Linked DNA regions of Rattus norvegicus: all the other regions are linked to region 3. The links are chromatin contacts, called in public Hi-C maps. All regions are on one chromosome and are shown on one strand. Each heading gives the region's core, a stretch centred on a gene start, on an enhancer-like site or on the middle of the called end of the contact. The rest is flanking DNA. Distances are from core to core; before and after follow the strand shown. Region 1 holds the start of Dld (dihydrolipoamide dehydrogenase). Region 2 overlaps Cog5 (component of oligomeric golgi complex 5). Region 3 holds the start of Bcap29 (B-cell receptor-associated protein 29).

The links. A called contact is a pair of places that touch in the nucleus more often than the background predicts.
Region 1: a Hi-C map of mammary epithelial cells shows a contact between it and region 3, with 2.5 times the contacts expected there. The contact joins the promoter of Dld here to the promoter of Bcap29 in region 3. A contact is called at or near these places in 3 of 12 Hi-C or Micro-C datasets (the A7r5 cell line, frontal cortex and mammary epithelial cells).
Region 2: a Hi-C map of frontal cortex shows a contact between it and region 3, with 1.8 times the contacts expected there. The contact joins the enhancer-like site here to the promoter of Bcap29 in region 3. A contact is called at or near these places in 2 of 12 Hi-C or Micro-C datasets (Schwann cells and frontal cortex).

Annotation. Positions count from the first base shown.
Region 1 is chr6:53,650,713-53,654,367 of GRCr8, reverse strand. Dld (dihydrolipoamide dehydrogenase) reads left to right here and starts at 2,021. Exons shown (of 14, transcript NM_199385.2): 1 at 2,021-2,142. The coding sequence starts at 2,104.
Region 2 is chr6:54,251,364-54,254,773 of GRCr8, reverse strand. Cog5 (component of oligomeric golgi complex 5) reads right to left here. Exons shown (of 22, transcript NM_001398787.1): 21 at 2,971-3,050. Among named protein-coding and RNA genes, the nearest start is that of Hbp1, 30 kb to the left of the region's middle. Within about 2 kb of position 1,718, at least 9 of the 93 cell types and tissues checked have an H3K27ac peak or open chromatin away from gene starts, as enhancers often do.
Region 3 is chr6:53,948,559-53,952,171 of GRCr8, reverse strand. It overlaps Bcap29 (B-cell receptor-associated protein 29), which reads left to right and starts at 1,976. Exons shown (of 8, transcript NM_001006980.1): 1 at 1,976-1,986; 2 at 2,210-2,319. The coding sequence starts at 2,228. LOC134479362 (a long non-coding RNA gene) reads right to left here and starts at 1,890. Exons shown (of 2, transcript XR_010052588.1): 1 at 1,747-1,890; 2 at 1-1,092.

The DNA.
Region 1 (3,655 bases), core at 772-3,271, 300 kb after region 3:
CCTGCAGGGAGAGGGATTAGGGAGAAAGGAGGAGGAGAGAGGAGGAAGAATGAGAGAGGAGAGGCAAGAGGAGGGAAAGAGGGGAGGGGGAGGAGAGAGGAGAGAGGTGGATGAGAGACAGATGAGGGCAGAGAGAAGGAGCAGAGGGAAGAAGAAGAGGAAAAGGAGTAAGAGAAGGAAGAGTAAAAAGGGAGAGAAAGGGCAGAGGAAAGGGGAAGGAGAGGAAAGGGAGAGAGAAAGGATGAAGGAAAGATGAAGGAAGAGAGAAGGAGTAATAAACAGGAGGAGGAGGAGGGAGTGAGGGAGGCAGAGGAGCAAGAAGAGGGCTCTGTCCCTAGCCTGAGAGTCACCCAATATCACTTTTGCCATATTCTATTCATTAGAAGAAACATTTGCCTAAAGTTGGTCCATATTCAAGAGAGGGTGAAATCGAGTTTACATTTTAATTTGAAAAGTGTCAAGCTTTGGACTTGGTTTAAGTACACTGCAATGAGAGTTACTCCATCAAAGGTTGTCAGAAGTAACCTTACACATGCAATAAGTGGAGAAGATCATTGGCCAGTATTTGATCATATGCCTACCTGTAGCTGTATAGAACCTGGAAAAGGTTGTTGCTGTTCTGAATACCTATCTGTCCAGAAGAACAATCTCTTAGTATATGGAAGGGAAAAACAAAGGCAGAAGATGTAACTTAGTTGGCAGAATGCTTGCCTGGCATACTAGAAGTCCTGAGTTCCAGCCCCAGCACTCAGCAACACATAAAATTGTGGTGGTACCTGCAATCCCGGCCTCAGGAGATGATGGTAGGAGGACTATAAATTCAAGGTCATTCTAAGCTCTATATTGAGTTTGAAGCCAGCCTGGGACACATGAAACACTCTCTCAAGAAAACAAAAATGGAAAAAAAAAAAGAAAGAAAACAAAAATGGAATGTGGTTGGGGATAAACATTTGGTAACGGCTAGCTCTCTTCATAACATTTATTCATATCTTCTTCCCTGTAAATGGGCAGAGATAGGTAAGGAGTAGTATTTGTCTAATGCTTAACTCTATGGAGCTCCGTACACTGCTTGGTCTGTAAACTTTTGAGAAGTGTAGACTTAAGGTTTACTTAAACTAGAGACTGGATGCTGGAGAGATCTCAGCAATTAAGAACACTGACTGCTCTTCCAAAGGTCCTGAGTTCAATTCCCAGCAACCATAAGGTGGCTTACAATCTGTAATGGGATCTGATGCCCTCTTCTGGTGCCTCTGAAGAGAGTGGCAGTGTACTCACATACATTAAATAAATAAATCTTTAAACTAGAGATTGTTATTACAAAGTGAGAATCAGGCCCTAGACCGCCCCCCCTCCCCGTGCTCAATCTTATAGATAATAGTTAGCGATCTTTTAGGTGCACACTCGATGAAAACCTAACATTTCACCACCCACTATCTCAACCCTTCTAGCTTGTTCTGCAAGAGAGGCGTGCTTCCAAAATACAAAAATAAAAGGTAGTTTGTTTTCTATACTTCTTGTTAGGGTAGTTTTCAGAGCAGGATGTAGTTGAAGAAAGGCTCAAGACTGTGGCCCATCTACCCTTACATTGCCTTTGAGGACAGAGATTATATATCAGCAGTTAAAGCCAAAACGTTTGTCCATAGGGCTGCAGTTACCTCTCTTTTGCTTTCTTCGTTTTAGCTCTCAGGGCTTCATCCAGAAAATGGAAACACTTCGTTTTGCAAAGCTAAAGCCACGAGTGCCTAGCACAACCATGAGCTAAAGTCAAACTTTTCTTTCTTTCTTATTTAAGCTTTACTTTCTGTAGGCTTTATAGAACAAACAACATTTTTATTTAATTGGTCTTTCAATAATAACTTGCAACTCTCTACTCCAAACACCTAGGCAACAGTCCCCAATTCCCCAGCTGCCACAAAACGCAACGCCCTTCACGACCTCGCACGACGCAGCGACCAGAAAGCCTCTGCCTCTCGGGCCAATCGCGCTGCTCCTCGGAGATGACGCGATGCTGTTGCGCACGCGCAGGGTGGGGAGACCTTGGATAAGTCTACTAGGCGTTCTGCGGAGGTGAAAGCCCTGGTGTAGGGACGGGAACGAGGGAAGATGCAGAGCTGGAGTCGTGTGTACTGCTCCTTGGCCAAGGTGAGGGCCGTCTGCGTGGCGGTGATGCTAGACTACAGGCTCAGAGACACCCGCTTGCGGGCCCGGACGCCGCCGCGGCCCCGCCTCTATGCCGGTTCTATCCGGCCTCCCGAGGCAACGGGGAGCACAAGCCCTGGCTAGGGAGGGACCTGCTGCGGAATGACTGTCCGCTGCCCCACACGACACTTCCGGGCGCGGGTCGTGGGGCTTGGGCCTTCACCCGTGCACGGGGACGAGTAAATCACCCTTGCCACGCGCGACCTGCCACTTCATACCTTTTGCCTCATCCCAATGACCCGGGGATGGCCTACTTTCGTACGGTGGGTGAGTAACCTTGAGGCCGGACTGGCCCAGACGTGGTCAGCTCCAATGCCCAGTCCTGCGAGTTCCTCCAAGGCTCTCTTCATTCACATCCCTAAACTAGTGCACTCTGCCGTCAGTCAGGCCCTGGGGCTTATATTTTTAATTTAATTCTATCGTCCAAACAACTTTCCCGTTTCACCTGCCAATCAAATTCTGCCAAATTGAATGCATGAGGCTTAGCGGCAGGGTAGCCTGAGAACTTTAGGGACACTACAGAGATGAGACTCTTCACATCTGAATTGTCTATGTCCTTAACGTAACACACAAAATGCTAGCGTTTTAGGGAGAAGGTGAGCTGGGACTGACTCTCAGTACAGACAGTTCTTTGTTCCTCTTTGGCTGGCATGTCTTGATCTCAGGTCACACAGAAGTTGCCTTCAAGTAAAAAACATTGTTGCCTTCCATTGTTTGCTCGCTGTGATAGGAGCTGGAAATTTCTAAGTGGCCCTGGTCTTAGGAAATGGTAGGCACAGGGCTAAGAGAATGTGAGACTATGATGCAATTTGTGAAACTTCCAGAATGTGGGGACACTGCATTGTTGGTACATTTTCCTAGTGTAGTTTTCTGACCATAGGTGGTGGCTCAAGAACATCTTTATAGATGTTATTAAGTGATTACATCTGTTATAATGATTATAGACTGTTAGGAACGTGATTACAAACTTGATTCGTTAGGAAGTATATTACAGATGAAATGAATAGCATTAAATACTCAAATGTATGAACTCACAGTTTCAGGATTTTTATTAAAATACTAAACTGACCCTTGACATTAAAATTTACCTGTGCTTTCTGAAATTTTAATAAACCTGTAAGCCAGTGAGTATATTCTGACTAGGTCTAATATGAGATGGTTCGTTGAATGTTCATAATAATAAGACAGATCTGGCAAGTTAAGATTGTGATAGTTTAATATTATGGACAAAAAAGTGAAATTGAAAAAAAAAAGGTGAAATTGTTAGGATACCCCTTTGTGGCACAGAAAGTCCGCAAGGTATTAAGTGTTTGATACATTTACCCCAGTTGTCATCGACCTTTTAAATTGCATTTATTACTTCCGTACATGCACATGTAGGCATGAGCATGCAAGACAGAGTTCATGTAAGAATGCCAGAAGACAGCTTGTGGAAGTCAGTTCTCTTCCACCATGT
Region 2 (3,410 bases), core at 469-2,968, 300 kb before region 3:
TCCGGACTACATAGTACCCAGCATTTTGAAATTCCTGAAGGCTGGCCTCATGTGGAGTTCAGGGTATGAGTGAGTGCATCCTGTGGCTATATGGAAGCATGGGCAGGCCATTACTACGCCAACTTCTCAAATAAGACGTTAACGATGTTACTCTGCTCACATGCCTGGCCTCAAGTCCCATTAATCAGTAATTCTAACTACCAGGCAGAAATCAGTACTCTTAGCATTTTGTGGGGTGTTCCAATGTCAGATATCAGAGACAACCCTTAGGGAGTTAATGAAAATTGTTTCTGTGCCAGTTGGCACCAGTTCAGACATTTGCCCCAACTCCACAGATATCTTTAAAGCCAGGCTGAGAAAGGGCTCAACCACCTGGAAGCAGTGGGGTGTGTGCACGCACATGTGTACACATATGTCCATTTGCCAGTCTTAAGAAATAAGTGGAAAATCTTAGAAACCAATGTTCCATAGTGGACATACTGTTCTATTTACAAAATGCACTTAAAAAAAAAAACACTTTGCATTCACAGGGCTAAGTATATAAATTGCACATCACATTGAAGGAAGCTCAGAAATGTTTGGTTAGATTTTTCTTTTCTCTTGATAACCATCAAAAACACCATTGAAATGACAGCGAGAAAACAGATTAAGCTGCCCTCCTACATAAAATCAGAGCAAGATTTTCAAGCATTTATTAAATTACTTCATTTGCTTCAGGAAAACATTAGCTTTCTTGGAAGTCAGGCCAAGCGTTACGTAAGGTTTATACCAACAAGCTTGCTGAAGTCCCCCTCACAGAGGAAAAGCAATGGGGTTTACTACTAAAGGACTGGCCTGTGCTAATAGGTCACACTGTTAGTTGACACAGCAGGTAGATGTTTTAAAAACAATTTGTCAGGCATTAAAAAATTCATTGTGATTAGAACTAAAATTCTGATTCTTAAAATTTTAAGGCATTAGAAACAGACAAGCTGTTTCAACCTAGCGTGCGGGTTCTAGACAATGGCACGGTGGCTAAGGGTCCAAGGATTCATGTGGTTCTGAGTGTTTTCTGAAACAGTAGATCAAAGTACCATTCAGCTTTATCTATGAAGTCTAAATGGTTTCACCCTATGTGTCCCCAGGCTCAGAGAGAGAGAGAGAGAGAGAGAGAGAGAGAGAGAGAGAGAGAGAGAGAGAGAGAGAGAGAGAGAGAGAGAGATAAGGGGGGGGAGAGGTAAGGGGGGGAGAGGGAGGGAGGATGGTTTTCACTTGCTAAATGTGAGCTTAGCAACAGTATCAATGACGTCACCTAGGAGACATTTTTAAAAAGAAGCAGAAGAAAACAGATTGGTGATCACAAACCCACAGCAAGACAGCCATGTGGATGAACTCATTTCAAGGCTTTAACATGATAAAATGGAACCTGCTGAATCATTTTCTATTATCAACTATATTGAAACTGAGTGTATATTTGGGACTCAGGAAAAAAAAAAGCCAGAGACACTGCAAATCAACGAGTTAGTTGAGACCCAAATTTCCTGACCATATCCTAAGCCTCTTCCATAAGCAGGATACTGACAGGAAGCTTGTCACTCAGCATTTCCCCTGTATGGGCCAGTTTCCTAGTGAGGAAAGATAAGGAGCAGTCTGGGCTCATCTTCCTTATCCCACATATGCTCCCAGAGGCTCTGAGGTGATAGCTGATATTTCTAATGAGCCCAGCTTCTTCAGTGAAGTCTACACTGAGTCCCACTGTTCCCGTGGGCCCCACCTTCACATGTGCATACATAGGTGACAATGACCTGCATGTGCTTGCTACCTGCACTGATGATCAGATAAGCTAGCTGGCCTGCCTTATCCACACACCTAGATTGGCAGGATAGAGAATGGGTTTAGGGATTAGAGCAATGCTAACTGGAATTAGAGAACCGGGTATACCGGAGTTGACTGACGATTTACTTGTCTTCTGATGTGGCTGGTTGGGTATCGGTAGCCTCCCATGACAGGGTATCGAGGAATATAGGGTGTTTGAGGGATGATGAAATGAAAACATTTGGGAGCTGAGATTTCTGGGGTATGTTTGAAGATGTCTGAAAGCAAGTTTGCTGGCCTAAGGCCCCATGCAAGTGAGTCCCAAACCTGGATCTATGCAGGGTGGGGTGGAAAGCTAAAAGATGGTGTGTCTGCATCTGCTCTCCTGGGTACAAAAAACTAGAAACAAAATGTGGACAATGACATCTAACAAATGGAATAAAAGCAGCAAGTCAGCAGAGTGGATGGGGAAGAAGTCAGGTTCAGTCAGGCACAGGGGAGCTTCAGGGAGGTGGGATCACGTCGGAGCTCTGTGGTGATGCTTTCTGAGCATGGTTTCAGAGAGGTGGGTGTATTAATGGAAGAAACGAGCTCAGCAGGCTGTGCACCGTGCTCTCGGATGGAGATGCACACACCTGGGCACAGGTGCACACCTAACTGTGTTCATGGAGCACACCCAGGGAGTGTGTGGTATCTAAGTGGGTTCTGAGTTATCCTTTCCCTCCAGGAGCTGTCACTGTTCAAAGTTCACTAATCCAAGGGCCACCATGTCAGTGACTGCAGCACATGGAAATGACACATGAGATAAGAGCCAGAGTGCATCCTCTCACAGCTGAGATTGTTTTAGAACTGGAGCTCATGCGCCTCAGCGCTGTACAGGGAGGAGTGGCCATGGGCCATTCTGCCCTCTGCAGGGCTGCAACACAGTGGAGAAAGGCAGCAAATACTGGCACAAGCATTGGTACAGGAGAATATGAAGGTCTGGAAAAATTAGATAGTCCCCGTGCCCAACCATACACTGCAGAGGGATCCAGCATGCAAATGCTTACACAATGGAGTGGCCACCTCGAGACCCACAACTACACGTGTACGCCCATACAATCGCTGCTCCGTCACCACCCACCCCTGCACTCTCTATCCTGGACCCCCTGTGTACCCTAAAACACATGGCTTTACCTGAGAAGGAGGAGCCTGTCCTTTTCAGATGGGTGATCATCCAGCCACTGGGAGAAGCGTGCATGGGACCATTCTGCCCTCTGCAGGGTTAAAACACAGAAAACAGTGCACTCTTCAGCAAATGGCGGCAAATACCAACACAAAAACCACTGGTGACTGAGGGTTCAATGATATTCACACTTCCTGAAGGAAGTCTAGAAGGCAGCACAGGGGCTTCATGTACCTCATTACCAAAACCCCTGAAGATCTGCTGATGTAGGCCCAAGTAAATAAACAGAGAGAAAGAGAGAAGCCCCCATCAACAGAGCCTCATGAGTAGAAATTATTCCTGTTGTTTTGGTTTCGTTGGATGATAATGATAGGTTTGTTTGTTTGTTTGTTTTTGTTTCTGTTTAGCCTGGCGGTCCTGGAACTCTTTAGACCAGGCTGGCCTTGAACGC
Region 3 (3,613 bases), core at 727-3,226:
GGGGGGAAGAGGAATTCTTGACTGTGCCACTAAAAAGGGGGTGGGGGGGACGGGGGATTGCAGGGACTCAGTATGAGGCAGAACTGGAGTTGATTACTGCTGAACTGGAGCCTGTGCAGCCACAGGAAGAAAAAGTAAGCAAATGATGAGGAAGACATTTGACATCCACCTTTGCCCTCCACCACCATATACACATGCATGTAAACTGCAAAACCTGTTTTAAAGATCTTACAGATTTAAGCATAGACATGTATAACAGACACTTAGCAAAAAGACAACACAAACCCAAGTGAGCATGGGCTGCTCAAAGGTCTTAGCAACAGCTGCAACCGCTTTTCAGACTATTTCAAGCCTTCTGAAATTACTTTTCAGTAAATGAGAGCACAGTGGTTGTAAAGTGCATTGGAGGGTAAGGTACAAGCAAAACCAAGGTTGCGTAAGAATGTAGGTCAGGTCTTCCACCATAAACTTGGAAGTCCTGGGAGAAAAAAAGGTTATAGCTTATAAAGGGGAAAGGCCAGTACTCATATATAGACAGGCTTTAAGCATGGTTCACTGTCATTTTATGAAAATTTAAAATTTTTCTAATTAATATCATGAAGGCAATTATTACAGCAAATTTTGCTAACTTTGCTGAATTCTTGGCTTTCAGTGGGCATGAGACGTCTACTGGACTCCTAAAGGCTTCTTTGCTTTCCTAAGTCACTTTAGTTTTTTCTATCTATTCTGCTCTACTTTGTTACATTTCTGAGATTTGCAAAGATATATATATAAATAAAATAAGTGTATTCACATATGTTGAAAACCTGGAGGTATTTAGAGCTCCCTTTTAGATTCTTAGTCTTGTTAATAAAAGAGTGCCAAGGCTTTTTTAAAGGACAATCTTATTAATTTGCAGTAAAAAACAAACACGGTATCCAAGGGGATGGAGAACCGGAAGAGACAAAAGTTACACCTTTAGGCATAAAGGGTCCAATAACACTGCCTTGTTCAGAAATGGAGGTCTACCAGCAGTTCCGGGAGGGGACAGGCATTCAGAGAATGAGAAAGCCCAGTATCAACAAAAATCTAGCTTAGGCTTTTGGCCATCCACTAAAGAAAAACAAACAAAGGCAGGTGTTAGACTTTTCTGAATTACAACACAGAAAACCAAGCAAGCTTACTACTGCCACACAGCATAAGGAGGCTCCTTCAAGGACCGCCATCTTGGGATGTGTAAGTGCTGCTTCTTTTCTTATTAATGGAATAATCATTCCTCCCACCTCTTCAACATGTCTCCAAGTGAATCAGATTTCCTGGGTAGCGGACTCCTGGCCAGCTTAAGGGAGGAGACAATAGTATCTTTGGAGCAGATCAAGATGTCAGGTCTCCACATAGAGCAGGACTATTCCAGGAATTGGCCAGAAAACCTAAGGAGGGCCAGTTGTTAGGTTTTTCTTTCTAGTGTCACCATGGAAACCGGAGGTAGAATGCAAAGTTAACCCTGAGGAAGTCCACCCTCAATGGTTTGGTTTCTAGGGCCTATCTAGTTATCTAACAGAATATGGTTAGATAAACGAGTATACCCATGCAGTTCCCAAACAGCTAGCTCCCTGAAGCTGCCTGGTCCTACCGATGGACAAGGAAAACAGCACGCAAAACACATTCTGTCTCAAGAACAAAATGCTCCACAAACCCCAAGGCCTGGGCCTTAGCTTAAATTTAGGTTAATTCAGGGCAGGGAGGCAAGTTGCCACCATAGAGCACCTGGCCGGATCTGACCCCAGCCAAACAACTGGCTTCCATCATCTGGGATCAGCCGCACCCTTCGCGGGTACCGAGCCCGCGTGAAGGAGCCTCAGTCACCTCACGCCGCGCACCAGGAAACAACGGCCGTGGAAAGCGCGGTCGCGCCAGTGTGACCTCAGCCGGGCTTGGCGCGCTCCCAGCGGCGTGTGACGTGCGCGCGCAGGCGGGCGGCGGGGCACGCGGAGCGATCGGCGGCGGGTAAGCCTGACTAGCGGAGGGCGGCTCCGCTGATGAACGTGTTTGGAGGCTCCGGCCGCGGCGTCGGACCGCCCGGGGCCGCCATGGGGCCGGGGGAGAGCCTGCGGGGCCGTCCGGCACACAGCCTCGTCACCCGGGGTTAGATGGACTTCCTCCGGGGCCCGCGCCGCGTGTCTGTCCGTTCACCCATGTTTTTCTGAAATTGAAATCTTTCTCTGTATAGGTGTGAAGAAAACAAACCATGACAATCCAATGGGCGGCGGTTGCCAGCTTTCTTTATGCCGAAATAGGACTCATTTTAATCTTCTGTTTGCCCTTTATTTCTCCTCAGAGGTAGGAAACCTTCAGATCCTTAACGTTACCAAATGTTTGATAAACTTCTTCAGGCTGAGGCATGTGATGCTTTTCATAAAGTTAGAAAGTTTTGAGAGGGCCTGTTGGGTGGCTCAATAGAGCCGTGGCAGCCAAGGGAGAGAATTTCAGTTCGATACCCGGAAACCACAAAGTTGTTTTCTAACCTGCACACACTTCCACCCCGGGTCTCACAGAAACATACATGCGCGCACATAAATACACGATACATACATATAGTAAATGGATAATTAAATAAAAGTTTGAGAGCCAATTATATAAAAGGTAGTCATTTAAAAATGAAAATCAAATTTGCTATCTGGTAACTATTAAAAAGCTTGATTATGTGTACAAACAGATTTTTTTCACCTCCTTTTTTAAAATAACTCAGTCTTTTTGGTCTTGAGTACAGGTACAATAAAGCCGTGGCTGTGCCTTGGACATCTGTCTTCATGGTGTACCTTTCTCTCTCTCTCTCTCTCTCTCTCTCTCTCTCTCTCTCTCTCTCTCTCTCTCTCCCTCCCTCCCTCCCTCCCTCCCTTCTTCCTTCCCTCCCTCCCTCTCCCCTTCCTACCTTTCCCTCCCCCTTACCCTCCTCCACAAATTGCCCTGAATTTGAGCAGAGAAAAACGTGTGGATGCACAAATGTTAACTTGGGACAATAGAATTGACGGCCTCGGGGTCCAAGCCGTCTTTCAAAACCTTAAAACTCCTCATCTGCTTGGATTTCAGCTCTTCTCTATCCTTGTCTCCATACCAGCGCCTTCTCCTTCCTGACAAGAAGTAGTAAATCATACTGTAGGAAGGGGTGTACCAAGTTATTTCCACCAACCCATGGGTTCTATAGATCACATGCTTAAGGCCAGAAAGGTTATGTTTCATAACCTAAGTCACCTAACTGGTCTGTGTCAGACTCCAGATAAGATCCTGAACTTGCAATCAGACAATGCTGTCCCTGTTCTTTCTACCTCAGATTTCAAAAGCAGACATGTTTTGCCTTTGGTATCTTGTGAGAGAGTCTTACATATTCAAAAAGTCATTTTTCATGCACAACAGATTTTTAAATAAGGCTTAGAGACTTAGAGGGGAAAAAAGTCATCAGAAGAATTTATAGACCAGTCTTTTTCTTCTTGCTGTTTACAGTTTTGTACCCACCCTGATCTAGTAGCTATGGAAGTGTGGATAGGAACATATGATATATGAGTATTCTCATGTAAGAACATGTGGTACCTATGCACAGGAATCACCTGTGCCCCTCCATGTGTTTATCCACAGT